2 separate regions of the Sparus aurata genome follow, and region 1 is linked to region 2. Evidence: chromatin contacts called from public Hi-C data. All regions are on one chromosome and are shown on one strand. Each heading gives the region's core, a stretch centred on a gene start, on an enhancer-like site or on the middle of the called end of the contact. The rest is flanking DNA. Distances are from core to core; before and after follow the strand shown. Region 1 holds the start of LOC115593182 (FSD1-like protein). Region 2 holds the start of ufc1 (ubiquitin-fold modifier conjugating enzyme 1).

Region 1 (6,024 bases), core at 3,224-5,723, 190 kb after region 2:
AGTGGGGCGGGATGTTAACGACAAAGAAAATAAAGTTTAAACTTTAAAACATTTTTAATATTTTTAAAGGGGTAAAATCTGTGAGCTTGAGCAGAACAAACGTTTTGTTGTCGAAGTAATCTTAAAAATAAAATGAATTTATTAACAGAATCTGAATTTGACTCGGAACAAAGTGACTTTGTGTTTCCTCTTAAACTTTCAGCTGCTCTGATTTTTATTTTTGTCCGTTCTCTCAAGAAAATTACACATTTTCAAAAGTCAATTAAAAGCTTTGCTGCATTTCAGTCTAAGAAAAATAACTTTTGAGGATGCTAGAATTTGATTTCAAACTGAATCCAAAGGAAAATGTCATTTATTTGTTGTGATCCACGGAGGGAAGCTGATACTGTGACCCTTCAGGGCCTCTGATCAGCTTATTGAACCAACCTGAAATTCTGATGATTGTTCGATCAACTGATCAATAACCTTCATCATTTCTGTCCAGTAGGAATAATCCAGAATGAAATATTGACCAACTCTGTTTGTTAGATTAAAATGATTTTGTGATGAAACAATGAGCCGGTGACGAAGACCAACAGGTGATGAAGGTTGTGGCAGTGAAATGCTTACAAGTTGCCAAACCTACTTGAAAATATTAACAAAAAACATGTAAATCTGGAGGCGAGTTCGATTTCAGATACTTAGACAATAAAACAATAAATTTCAGGTATAATCAGAATGAAAGGTGCTCCTACAAGCCCAGTTCAATCAGGTCAGGGTTCGGTGTACATAAGCTTCTGGGTTTCCAGAACAAGCACTGTTTCCTCACTAGAATGACGTGAAGCAGCCAAGAAAACACAGCAGCGCTTCTGTCCGGTGATCTGAAGGGACGGATTCAGAATGAGGGTCAGAGCCACCTGTGTGACTTCCCCCCACCTCTTTTAAGCTTTCACAAAAGGGCGTCCTCACACTGTGATTGGCTGAGAGGGGAACGTCCCAAACTGCTTCCACTCCTCAATCAGAGGGGTATTGCACAAAACTAGGATAAGGGATTAAGCTGGGATATCTTGGTTATCCTGGCTTTATTTATCTGTGATCCGGTTGCACAAAAGCAGGATAGGGGGCAGCAGGATATGTTATGGTATAAGTTACCATGGAGATTTATTCTGTGGAGCTAGCCTGCTCCAGACCAGGCTAACAGCCAGGCTAACAGCCAGGCTAACAGCCAGGCTAACAGCCAGGCTAACAGCCAGGCTAACAGCCAGGCTAACAGCCAGGCTAACAGCCAGGCTAACAGCCAGGCTAACAGCCAGGCTAACAGCCAGGCTAACAGCCAGGCTAACAGCCAGGCTAACAGCCAGGCTAACAGCCAGGCTAACAGCCAGGCTAACAGCCAGGCTAACAGCCAGGCTAACAGCCAGGCTAACAGCCAGGCTAACAGCCAGGCTAACAGCCAGGCTAAGATTAATCCTAGTGATTCACCTGGATTTCCACCGTCAATCCTGTGAGGAATTAATGTGTTTTACAGCATGTCCATGGTCTTTCTAAGTATGTTGCATCATTTTAATTATCCTGCATTAAAATATTACACACAGTCATTTTTCATTTCATTTAAAGCTGTTTGTAATTGCAACAATCTTTTTATATTTATTCAAGTGGTAGTATTATTACTTGGGCCAAGTGTTATATTGCTATGCTAATGAAGACTGCTTGTCAAATTGCCATCAGAGATTTCATAAATATGTTTTATTGCAGTAATTGAGATTACAAAACACAGCTGATGAAGTGGCAAAGGTGTTTTCAATGAAATCTGTGACACACAAGATTTTTTGTAAGTGGGAGCTTCCTTTATTCTGTTGGGGATGTAGAGAACCTCAATAAAGGAACCATTTGCCGCACAATAAGTGTTTGTCTGGAGCTGAAGTCATTCAACATATTCATCACCTTCCCTGGCCACAGAAGACCCCTCCACATCAAGGAGTTTACAAGATTGCAGGTAACCTCAATTTCAACGTGCAACCATTAGTTTCTTATATGATCAGTCACAGTTGGATACTCACTATTTTTTGTTACAGCTGGATTGCACACACATTAGGATCAAACGCCCCTCAGGAGAACATAAGGGCGAATTCTCTGGTGTGCTGCTGGGAGACAGAGGCTATGCCTGCGAGTCATTCCTCTTGACTCCCCTTGCGGACCCCCAAACCCACGACAGCAGGCCTACAACCATCCACACACCAAGACAAGGGCTTGAATTGAGATGACCTTCGGCCTTCTGAAATCTGGGTTTCAGCGCCTGCACCACCTGAGGGTTTATTTGGCAGTCATTTCGCTTGGTTGCTTGGATCCTGGACTAGACAGAGCAAAAGCAACAAAAAGATTATAACACTGTATTGCAGTTATGGTTACTGTGCGCACTGAAATACTCACTTCTCTTTCTAGTTTCTGGATTTCCAGGTCCAGTTTCCCGAGTGTCCCACATTTAATCTCAAGCTCCATTTCTTGGAGCTTTGTCTTCTTTAATTTGATTTTAATGTCTGCCAGCGCTATCTGTTCCTCCAGGTGCTTTGCATACAGTATTCTGACAGTTTGTGAGTTCTGTAAAAGAAAATTAGCACAGCAGAATTTGTGCATAATGTAGATTTACTTTAGCCAATACTCACATTGGGCCTCATTCATGAACTGTTCTTACGAACAAATTTGTTCTTAAGTCCCACTTACGAAGATTTACAAAGACTGTGGCATTCATGAATTTTTTCTTATCTAGGATTTTTTCTTAGGCAAGAACAAATCCTACAACCACTCAGGAGTATGAAATGTTGGCATGGTTGTGTTTTCTTCTCTTGTGTAGTTCAATAAAATGCAATATTACAGTGATAATTCTGTCATATTTATTCATTTATTTCATATTTTTGGTAATTTACAAAGAATTACAATTTTGAAATAAATTAAATGTGCCAATGATTTAAGATAAATCAAGTAAATTGGAAACATGCCATCAATTAGTAACCAATCCCCCCCACCCTATTTATACGTGGCATTTCTCCATCCAAGGCCCGCAAAACAATGGCATATATATATTGCTCCTGCGGCTTTCATCAATGTAAGAACACAGCTGCGAACAATTCTGAGGCTTACGAACGAGTTGGTGAATCTGACGTAGGGTTTTCTTAAGGAACCTCTTAAGAACAACTTAAGAAAGAATCTAAGAATATTCTTAAGAAGATAATGGTGAATGAGGCCCAATGTTACCAGGCTGTTTAGGGGACTGTGCAGCATCTGTGTGCTGTTACACATACATTTTCTATTAGCACCACATCACTGACTTCATACTTTATGGACTAAATAAGCAGGATATTTCCATAAAATTGACGTATCTCAAGCCTTCTGGAGTCCAGTGACAGTCTCCTCATCTGCAGAAGTGCATTCTGCAGCTGCAGATGTGCCTTCCCCTGACAAATACATACATGCATTGAGAGAACTTGAATTAAGATTTCACAGGACATACCCACGTACAACAATGTACCAACCGGATCAACTTCTGGTGGCTCCAAAAGTGTAATTGTGTTCCCAGACACTGTAACGAAAGCCAAAGTCAGACAGTATAATATAGTTATTTGATTGTGTTTCATGTGCAGTAGTGCTGCAATAACTTGTATGAAGCGGACAGTTTCTGCGGCTGCGGACTCTGTTACTGTCCCTCCCTGGATCCCCTCCATCACTGGCCTCCCTTTATTTAAATGGAGTGCCAGCTCCTCTGCTGGGGTCGTATCCTGGTTTGGTGGGCCCCCTGTGCCATTTAACTGCTACAATCATACAGACAGTCAACATGTCAGCAGACACCTCATCTATTCACCTCATTTGTTCACTGTTATCTACTTTAAAGTCACCAGCCTGCAAAATGTTCTTGTATTTAATTTGAACTTGCTGCCAGGTCATTTTATAGCCAGACAAGTTTGTTCTTTATGAAGGATAGAAAGATAAATAAATAGATAAAATACATGAAAAATAGATTAAACGACACATTGTGGATAATTGTTTGCACTTAATCATACTCTACATTTCCTGAGTAACATGCAAAGTGTACAACAGTTGATAAGTGGACTTTAAAAGTAACTCCTTTAGTCCTTTAATTGTGGCCTAATTATGACAGTTCCAGTGGAGCACTGTTTATTAATTGTACAGTTTTTAACTACTTACGCATTAAGCTGGTCCGCTATTGTCTGCCAGGTTTTCTCTCGTTCTTTAATTACGGCACTGGTGATGCCTTTTTTTCTGATAATGTCTTTCACCTCTTCATAGAACTCCGTCAGGAGCTGTTAGGGTTAGGGTCAGCAGCCGTGAGATATGAAGCGCGACTCTTATCCACGTTCCCATCGGTGATTCTGTGAGCGATCGCGAGGTCTATTGAAGTCTGCCGTGAACACGCACTTATCCAGACTATCTACACCTGGCTGGACACAGCCGCGCCTTTTCATCCTGTCTTGGCAAACGTGCAACCAATTAAGCCAGGATGCGCCGAGCACACTAGGTCAAGCCGCGCTTGCTCAGTTATCCTGGATATCTTTATTCTACTTTTGTGCAGTACCCCTCAGGAGTCAGTCTCCCCACAGGTGATAAAGGTGATAATGACAAACAGGTGATGAAGGTGACAAAGACAAACAGGTGATGAAGGTGACAAAGACAAACAAACAGGTGAGTTTCAGGTGAAAAAGGAGACGAACGTTGATGTTGTTGATCAGAATTCCTATCAAACATGACATCATGTGATGTACAAATAAAGTTTGATTATTTTGACACACTCAATGGAACAAAATTGTTGACTAACTATCCCATAATGCACTGCTGTGTATTCTTAAGATATGTATTTGTATATGTGTTGTTATTGTTGTTGTTAATAAGTAGCTTTTATTGTGATAAATTCAAATCAAAATAGCACATTAACACTTTGACTAAAATCTTTACCTTCAGACTCTTACTTTGACACTCCAGAAAGGAAGTGTTGCTGTGACGTTGTGAGTGACTTCACTTCCTGTCAGTGCCTCCTTCCCCTCTCCCTTCGCTCTCTCTCTCTCTCTCTCTCTCTCTCTCTCTCTCTCTTTCTGTAATGGACACTCAGAAGGTAAGAATCTGATCGACTGATGATCAATAACATCTGATCAGTTAGCTGAGGGCAAGTCACATAGACAACACATGAAGCAGAGAGAGAGAGAGAGAGGATTAGCTCGCTGTTAGCGCCTCTCTGGTCGAGTCAGCTTCACTTTGAATGGAGGATTTACAGATAAGACTCTCTCTCTCTCTGGTCGAGTCAGTATCAGAGTGACAGTCAGCTGGTTAATGTTTTATTTTTTATCTCAAACTTTATTGACACAAACAAAAACCAAAGGTGTTTCTCTGCAGTCACTCTCTCTCTCTTTCTTTACGTGTGTGTAAAATCACAAGAATTAAACATTCATCAGAAACAGAATATTTACAAATATTAAAGCAGTTTTAATAGAACCAGACCAGATCGCACTACTCTGATGTATTACTGTAATAGTTGTACTCATGATGAGTGATTGTGACAGTGAAGGGGGAGGAGTCAGGTGTGTTCATACCTGTATCACCAGCCATCCAGAGTAATCTGATTACACAGCTGTATCATGAACCTGTTTGGCCTTCAGTCTGTAGTTTAACAGTGTTACTGCATCATCAGTGACCAACTTCTACTGAAGCAGAATGATGGAGAGAGAGGGCGAGACACATTAACAATGAATGAGAGAGGGAGAGATGTGAGGCTGACTTCATTTGAATTTAAAGGATTGTTTCTTAAGATTTTTCTGTTTAATTAGTTTTTCATGCTAAGATTTGACAGTGTACTTCACCAGTTCAGTAGTGACGCTGTAAAACTGTGACACTGTAAAAGTACGACATTGTAAAACTGCTGCATCAGTTGCACTTCATTTTGTACACTGTAAAATGACCTGGAACAATTGAATCTGTTACACGGTAAAAAAAAGAAAAGAAAAAAGAATACAACTAGTTTCACACAAGTGTGTTTGGGTG
Region 2 (6,396 bases), core at 1,787-4,286:
CGTCCCAGCTGCTGCAGGTCGGTGACTCACCTGAGAACGAGTCACTCGCTGACTAGCACACTTATTAATAACGTATCGATGTGCCGAAGATGATCGATTCGCAGCTGAAACAACGAGTGCTTCACAGAACAAAAATAGCGCACATGCTAATGCTAACAGCTAACTGCTGCTAACAAAGCAGCTCGCTCTGCCTCACCTTTGTCCTCGCGCCGGTCGGCCGCCATCACAGCAGCCGTGACGTGCTCCTGTCTCGCGCTCAGGTAACTACAGGTAAACCCGTATTTAGTTGTTTAATTCAAACACGGAATAATCAGAAAGCGTCAGCCTGAAGGCAGCCGGACGAGGAAAATGGCCGCCGAGACTGTTGTTGTAGCTTCTTCTTCTGCTGCTGATTTACAAACAGCGTGAAGGTGAAGTGGCGCCACCTGTCGGACCGCAGCGGCACACACACGCGCGCGCACACACACACACACACCGCACACACATACGATACCATGTTGGATAACACGGGGCGACTGACGCATGAGGTGTTGTCCTGACAGACATACAGCAGGTGTGTGTTGGAGCAGGTAGGAGACTGTTTACATTGTTGCACGTGTGTAACTGCACACAAATCAGATTTGCACTGTTTTCATTTTTAGGGCCCGAGCAGGTCGAGCAGGTCTGAACATTCCCCAAAACTCACCAAACTTGGAATATAAGTCACACCTGCCGAAAAATTGTCTAATCTCTTGTCGTCCTCAATGTCCACCACTAGGTGGCGCTACAATCAAGGAAAGTGCGTTTTGGCTCATAACTTTTGTAGGAGCCATATTTAAGTTTTTATGTTTTGCATGACTTGCTTTCCTTTTTGAGTGTGCACCTTCAACAGGTGGTGACGGTGCTACCTTTTAAAAGGGCTGCTGGTCGAGCGCGACGGGGAGAAGGCGGGCCAGCAGAGACCGTCACTGACCTCAGTCTGTGAGCCGGCTGTGCACCGGGTCTGCGCCTCTGACACCTGCTTTAAAACCCTCTTGCATTTTGTTTTGCATTTCGTTTTATTTACAATAAAGTACCGGCAACAGTGAAAAGTCAAACTCTCTCTCGTTGGATGTTTTTGGACACAAGCTGCGAGTCTGACTGCATCACCTGCATTCTCCAGGTGGCACAAACACAGGAAAATAGGACATAACGGGTTAAAGGAAAACATCTAAACTGTTTTCGCCACTACAACTTTTGTCGCACATTCACAAACCTTATATCCACGCGTTCACTGAATTGTGCTGAATCTTGTGATATAGGCCACGCCCATTTCCGCCTACCGTTTGGATTCAGGCGATTGCACCGATTTGCACCAAACTTTGCACACAGCATCTGTGGACCCTCATGGCAAAAAGTTAGTCAAATAATTTTATACTCCAAACAATACTCAAGATATTAAAGGGATAGTTTGTGTTTTTTGAAGTGGGGTCATATAAAGTACATATCTATAGTGGATCTGTTTCCTGCAGTAATCAGCTGATCAGTGCAGACTCAGTTTGGAGCAGCAGAGAGCCGCTCCAGCCCAGACGCTCAGCTTTGTACTGCAGTGAACGGGTCCAGAGAAAAAGAGACATTAACCACCTGAAACAAGGCTCACCTAAAAACATCTACATCAGGTCAAGTGTACGTTGTATAGAGAAAATTCACACCGCTTTACATCGCTGTCAGACCGTGCTTTCTTTTGGCACTACATTTTCTCAACCGCAGAACCCCCGTATCCCTACGCATGAGCGCCAATGCGGAAGGATTTGGAGAGTTAAGTTTCGTTTTTATCGACAGTAAACCTCTCGTCCAGCAGCTGGGCCTCGCGCTGTGTTCCGCCGCTCGCAGATCAGCTGTTGCCCAGTTACGATGATGCGTAGGGATACGGAGGTTCTACGGCTGAGAAAATGTAGTGCCAAAAGAAAGCGCGGTCTGACGGGGATGTAAAGCGGTGTGAATTTTACCTATACAACGTACACTTGACCTGATGTAGATGTTTTCAGGTGAGCCTTGTTTTAGGTGGTTAATTTCTCTTTTTCTCTGGACTCTGTTCACTGCAGTACAAAGCTGAGCGTCTGGGCTGGAGCAGCTCTCTGCTTCTCCAAACTGAGTCTGCGCTGATCGCTGATTACGGCAGGAAACAGATCCACTATAGATATGTTCTTTATATGACCCCACTTCAAAAAACACCAACTATCCCTTTAAATAACAACTTGCTGTAGTACATTTTGCTCAAAAAAGTGTTGGATATCTCCACAACGGTCTGTCCGAATGACTTGAAACTCGGGTGACTGCTTCCCCATGAGCCACTAAGGCTCTGTGAAAAAATTATACTCTTACTTTTCCCAACTCCTCCTCGGCCATTTCACCGATTTGCACCAAACTTTGCAAGTAGCATCTGTGGACAAAACTTATCAAAAGCTTTCACATACGTCACATCTGGTGGCGTGATCCATTTTGATGCCTTGCCATAAAACCATCAACTCATTATAACTTCCACATAAAATTTGCCATCTACTCCAAATTGCTCAAACATGTAGAGGGTCTTACCCTGAATACATCTACGTGGAACACCCCGACGGCAGCACGCCCCGACGGCACGCGTGGACTGCGAGGGCCCGTTCATCATTTAATTTTGTTTTATTATTTACATCTATATTGTATATTTCAGATGTATGTATATCTTGGCATTCTGTGGACAACAAAGGAAGAATTTCATTGAACAGAAGAACATGTTTATTTACTGAGCACATGACAACAACGTGTGTGTGTGTGTGTGTGTGTGTGTCACTCACTTCTGGAGTGAATCATCCATCAATAAATATGAAACAGCTGTACTTAGAAACCACTTCAAATATTCAGAATATGTATTGATCTGTGATTATTGTTGACATGTAGTATTAGTCCAGTGGTCACGTGCTCATCCTTCTCTGGAAGATTCACGTCAACCTGACATAAATACAAAATTGTGTTGAATGTTTTTATTGAAAACAACTCAGTAACCAGTAATCAGTAACGGCAGCAGATTAAAAAAGGTCGGAGTCTTGTTTTGAAAATCTCCTACAGGAAGTGCTTCATGCTGGAGCAGCTTCCGTGCAGTGTAAAACCGGAAGTCCACGTCAGGACTCAGATGAGAGCTGAAGGCAACCTGAGTGGACCCGAACCGAACAGTTTCACTTCGGACTCGGTTTAAACACAAACTTATTTCCGTTTGGAGACAAAATGGCGGACGAGGCCACGCGCAGGGCCGTGTCACAGATCCCGCTGCTGAAGACGCACGCGGGCCCGCGGGACGGCGCGCTGTGGCCGCAGCGGCTGAAGGAGGAGTACCAGGCGCTGATCCACTTTGTGGAGCAGAACAAGGCGGCCGACAACGACTGGTTCCGCCTCGAGTCCAACCCAGACGGCACGCGCTGGTCCGGCACCTGCTGGTTCATTCACGAGCTGCTGCGCTACGAGTTCCGGCTGGAGTTCGACATCCCGGTGACGTACCCGGCCACGGCGCCGGAGGTGGCGGTCCCGGAGCTGGACGGGAAGACTGCGAAGATGTACCGCGGAGGGAGGATCTGCCTGACCGACCACTTCGCCCCGCTTTGGGCCCGGAACGCGCCACGCTTCGGCCTGGCGCACCTCATGGCGCTGGGACTCGGACCGTGGCTCGCCGTGGAGATCCCGGACCTGATCAGCAAGGGGCTCGTGGTCCACAAGGAGCGGGAGCGAGAGGGGGCGGCGGAGTGACGTCACCCTCCCAGACTCACTGAACACTGACGAACTGAGCGAGAGGACCGGAAACAGTCGAGTTCCATTCAGAGTAAAAATGACGAAAATATGAACAGAGTCTGGCGGAGAGGTCTCTGATGCGCAGCTGACCGGAATTATTAAATGTGTGGTGACGTAACAGCTGATGTTTGATGACGTTTCATTTGATTCTAAACATGATTCTGAGGTCATTACAGGTAACAGCAGAATGAGTCTGGTGGAGGCAGTCAGCCATCAATACTGATGATTTATAATGATGATGTCATGATGACGTCACAGACCTCTTCTTAACAAATCAGATCTCTTCCTCTTGTTCTTTTCACTTTGTCTTTATTTGTAGTTTTAGTGTTGAATTAATTTTCAGTCATTTGCTGTCAGTAAACTTGGATAAGCTCCGCCCACTCGGCTGGAGGCCACACCCCATTTTCCTGCACGTTGCTCGGTGACGTCTTCCAGTCCCAGGTCCTGAGCGGGATGCTCCAGGTGTCTCCATAGTTCGCCGTCACGTAATCGAGTGTTTCACAGGGAACACGAACTTTCAGCTCCAGAAGCTCCGCCCAGCAGAGCGAGAACCGCGGGAAGATGTACCTGCAGTAAAGAGAAACTCTTTAACAACTTTGTGTTGACATCTTTCAGGTGTTTAATGTTTCAGGTGTCATTATAAATAAAGTTTTCTTATGTGGCCCCTAACGCCCCCTCACTGCTGCTGATCTGACTGTCAATATCAATAAAGTTTTATTAACTTGAACTTTTTGCCGCTCTTCGCCTGCGTGCCTCCGTTCCACACCACGTTTCCGTCTGCGTAGAAAAAGAAAACATCCAGCTTGACGTCATCACTCAGGAAGGAAAGTTCCAGACTGTCCTCAACCTGCATTTCAAAATAAAACAAACATTTTCAAAATAAAATACACACTTTCAAAATGAATCGGTTTGTGTCCACAGGATGTCGTTTCCCATGACAACAGCTTGTCTGGAAACGAAAACAGCTGCAGAATCTGACGTCATGTTGATGTTCAGTTTCATAGTTCTACAAAGTTAAAGCTGATTGTTATGTGTCAGGAGCTCCAGTGGAGACGGCTGTCTCTGGGAACACCATGCTCTCCCAGAATGCACTGCTCAGCTGGATAGCGGACGCGGCAGCAGCAGAGTGCGAGCTTCAGTCTGTACAGGAAGTCACATCCTGTCAGATCTGATCTGACCAATTTAAATGTGATCAGACTCATTGATCAGCCCGTACAGTTTTCAGCTGTTGTTCATTATGACACTACATACAGAGTAATAAAACTCTTTTACACAAACATCACATCAGAGGAAATACAACTTCATACGTCATATAGTTGAGTACTGTTAGATTTAGATCAGGAGGTGCTTCCATTAGTCAGACACAAATATAACCAGCATGCACTGCGGCTGATCAATTCTGTATAATCCCTGCTCGTCGGGGAGGAGGCTAGTTAAAAGAACCGATCCTCTGGACCGGAACCATCACAAGAAAATACAGGAAACAACAACTACAAAAAACCCACTTCAAAATAAAATACCTGCTTCACAAAGTCAGCACAGTGCCAATAAAAGTATTCGTAGTAAAACACTGGTGAAATAAATGAAGACAGGAAACTCAAAATAAATGAAGATGAAGACCGCTTCATTCCTTCACTGAAGTTTGTACTGTAAACAGTGACGGGCACACAGAACAGGAAGTCTTGGCCCAGATATCCTGCAGCTGAAGCGGATGATAAATCCGACCTCGACTCTCAAAATTAAAGAAAGAAGAAAACAAAGTTATCACCTTTCCAAACTTGTGTTTGAGGGACAGGCCGGCGTCCCTGAATGCTGCGACCATGTCCGGATTGAAGTCTACAACGAAAATCCCGATATCGACATCACGGCTGTATGAGATGATACTGCACTGCCTGAACCAGCCTGCAGGGGGCGAGAGAGACAGCGAGAGGGTCACATCATCTACAGGATATCATATGATGATGCTACTGGTAGGGATGTCACGAGAACTGATACTTGCGATACCTTTCAATTCTAAAATGTCAAAACACTGACGATGCCCATATTTTTAACTACTGCTCGCACCAATTCCAGTGTTAGAATTGTGCTGCGCCCCCTCCGGAACTGATGGGGGCAGTATACGCCTCAGAGTGTTCCAGTCAATACTTACATTCAGAGGTAGCAGGTCACGAACAAGTGGAACTACACAAAAATCACCTGTGGAAGATGGCAACAGCAAGAGCCCCACCTCGAGGCAGATGACCGTGGCGTTTTTATTCAGCCGCAGAAGCCATTTTGAAAACGATGCTACCGTGGTCTTCAGACCAGGGGAAGTAATACTTCCAATTTAGCAAAGCATCTGAAAGACCGTCATCCGGATTTGTTTAAAGAATTCATTGTGAGTCCTGATTCATATTAACAACATCCAAAGGATGAACGTTTTCTGTTTTGTTTTGTTTTTAAATATGTCGTACTGAAATACATGTTACATGATGTTTGGGATGGTGGACATATTTGTTATGGCTTATGTTACGAACGTAGCTTATGCTGTAGTTTTAACATTAGCCTAGCACTACCGTTATAGCACTAGCCACCTCGTAGTAATGCAGCCTCAGTTAGGAGAAAGAGAAAGAG

Evidence for each region. Hi-C and Micro-C count contacts between places; a contact is called where the count stands out from the background.
Region 1: a Hi-C map of skeletal muscle shows a contact between it and region 2, with 4 times the contacts expected there. The contact joins the promoter of LOC115593182 here to the promoter of ufc1 in region 2. A contact is called at or near these places in 2 of 2 Hi-C or Micro-C datasets (skeletal muscle and an unstated tissue).

The regions. Positions count from the first base shown.
Region 1 is chr12:30,101,889-30,107,912 of fSpaAur1.1, forward strand. It overlaps LOC115593182 (FSD1-like protein), which reads left to right and starts at 4,474. Exons shown (of 13, transcript XM_030436601.1): 1 at 4,474-4,674; 2 at 4,951-5,101. The coding sequence starts at 5,087. It overlaps LOC115593184 (a long non-coding RNA gene), which reads right to left and starts at 3,515. Exons shown (of 3, transcript XR_003986265.1): 1 at 3,488-3,515; 2 at 2,410-2,577; 3 at 2,228-2,332. LOC115593183 (a long non-coding RNA gene) reads left to right here and starts at 1,335. Exons shown (of 3, transcript XR_003986264.1): 1 at 1,335-1,527; 2 at 1,848-1,975; 3 at 2,055-2,490.
Region 2 is chr12:29,908,507-29,914,902 of fSpaAur1.1, forward strand. ufc1 (ubiquitin-fold modifier conjugating enzyme 1) reads left to right here and starts at 3,037. Exons shown (of 1, transcript XM_030435886.1): 1 at 3,037-4,510. The coding sequence starts at 3,226. The coding sequence ends at 3,741. It overlaps fktn (fukutin), which reads right to left. Exons shown (of 10, transcript XM_030435885.1): 8 at 5,552-5,685; 9 at 4,506-4,630; 10 at 4,076-4,350. The coding sequence ends at 4,137. It overlaps ythdc1 (YTH N6-methyladenosine RNA binding protein C1), which reads right to left and starts at 393. Exons shown (of 17, transcript XM_030436771.1): 1 at 197-393. The coding sequence starts at 224.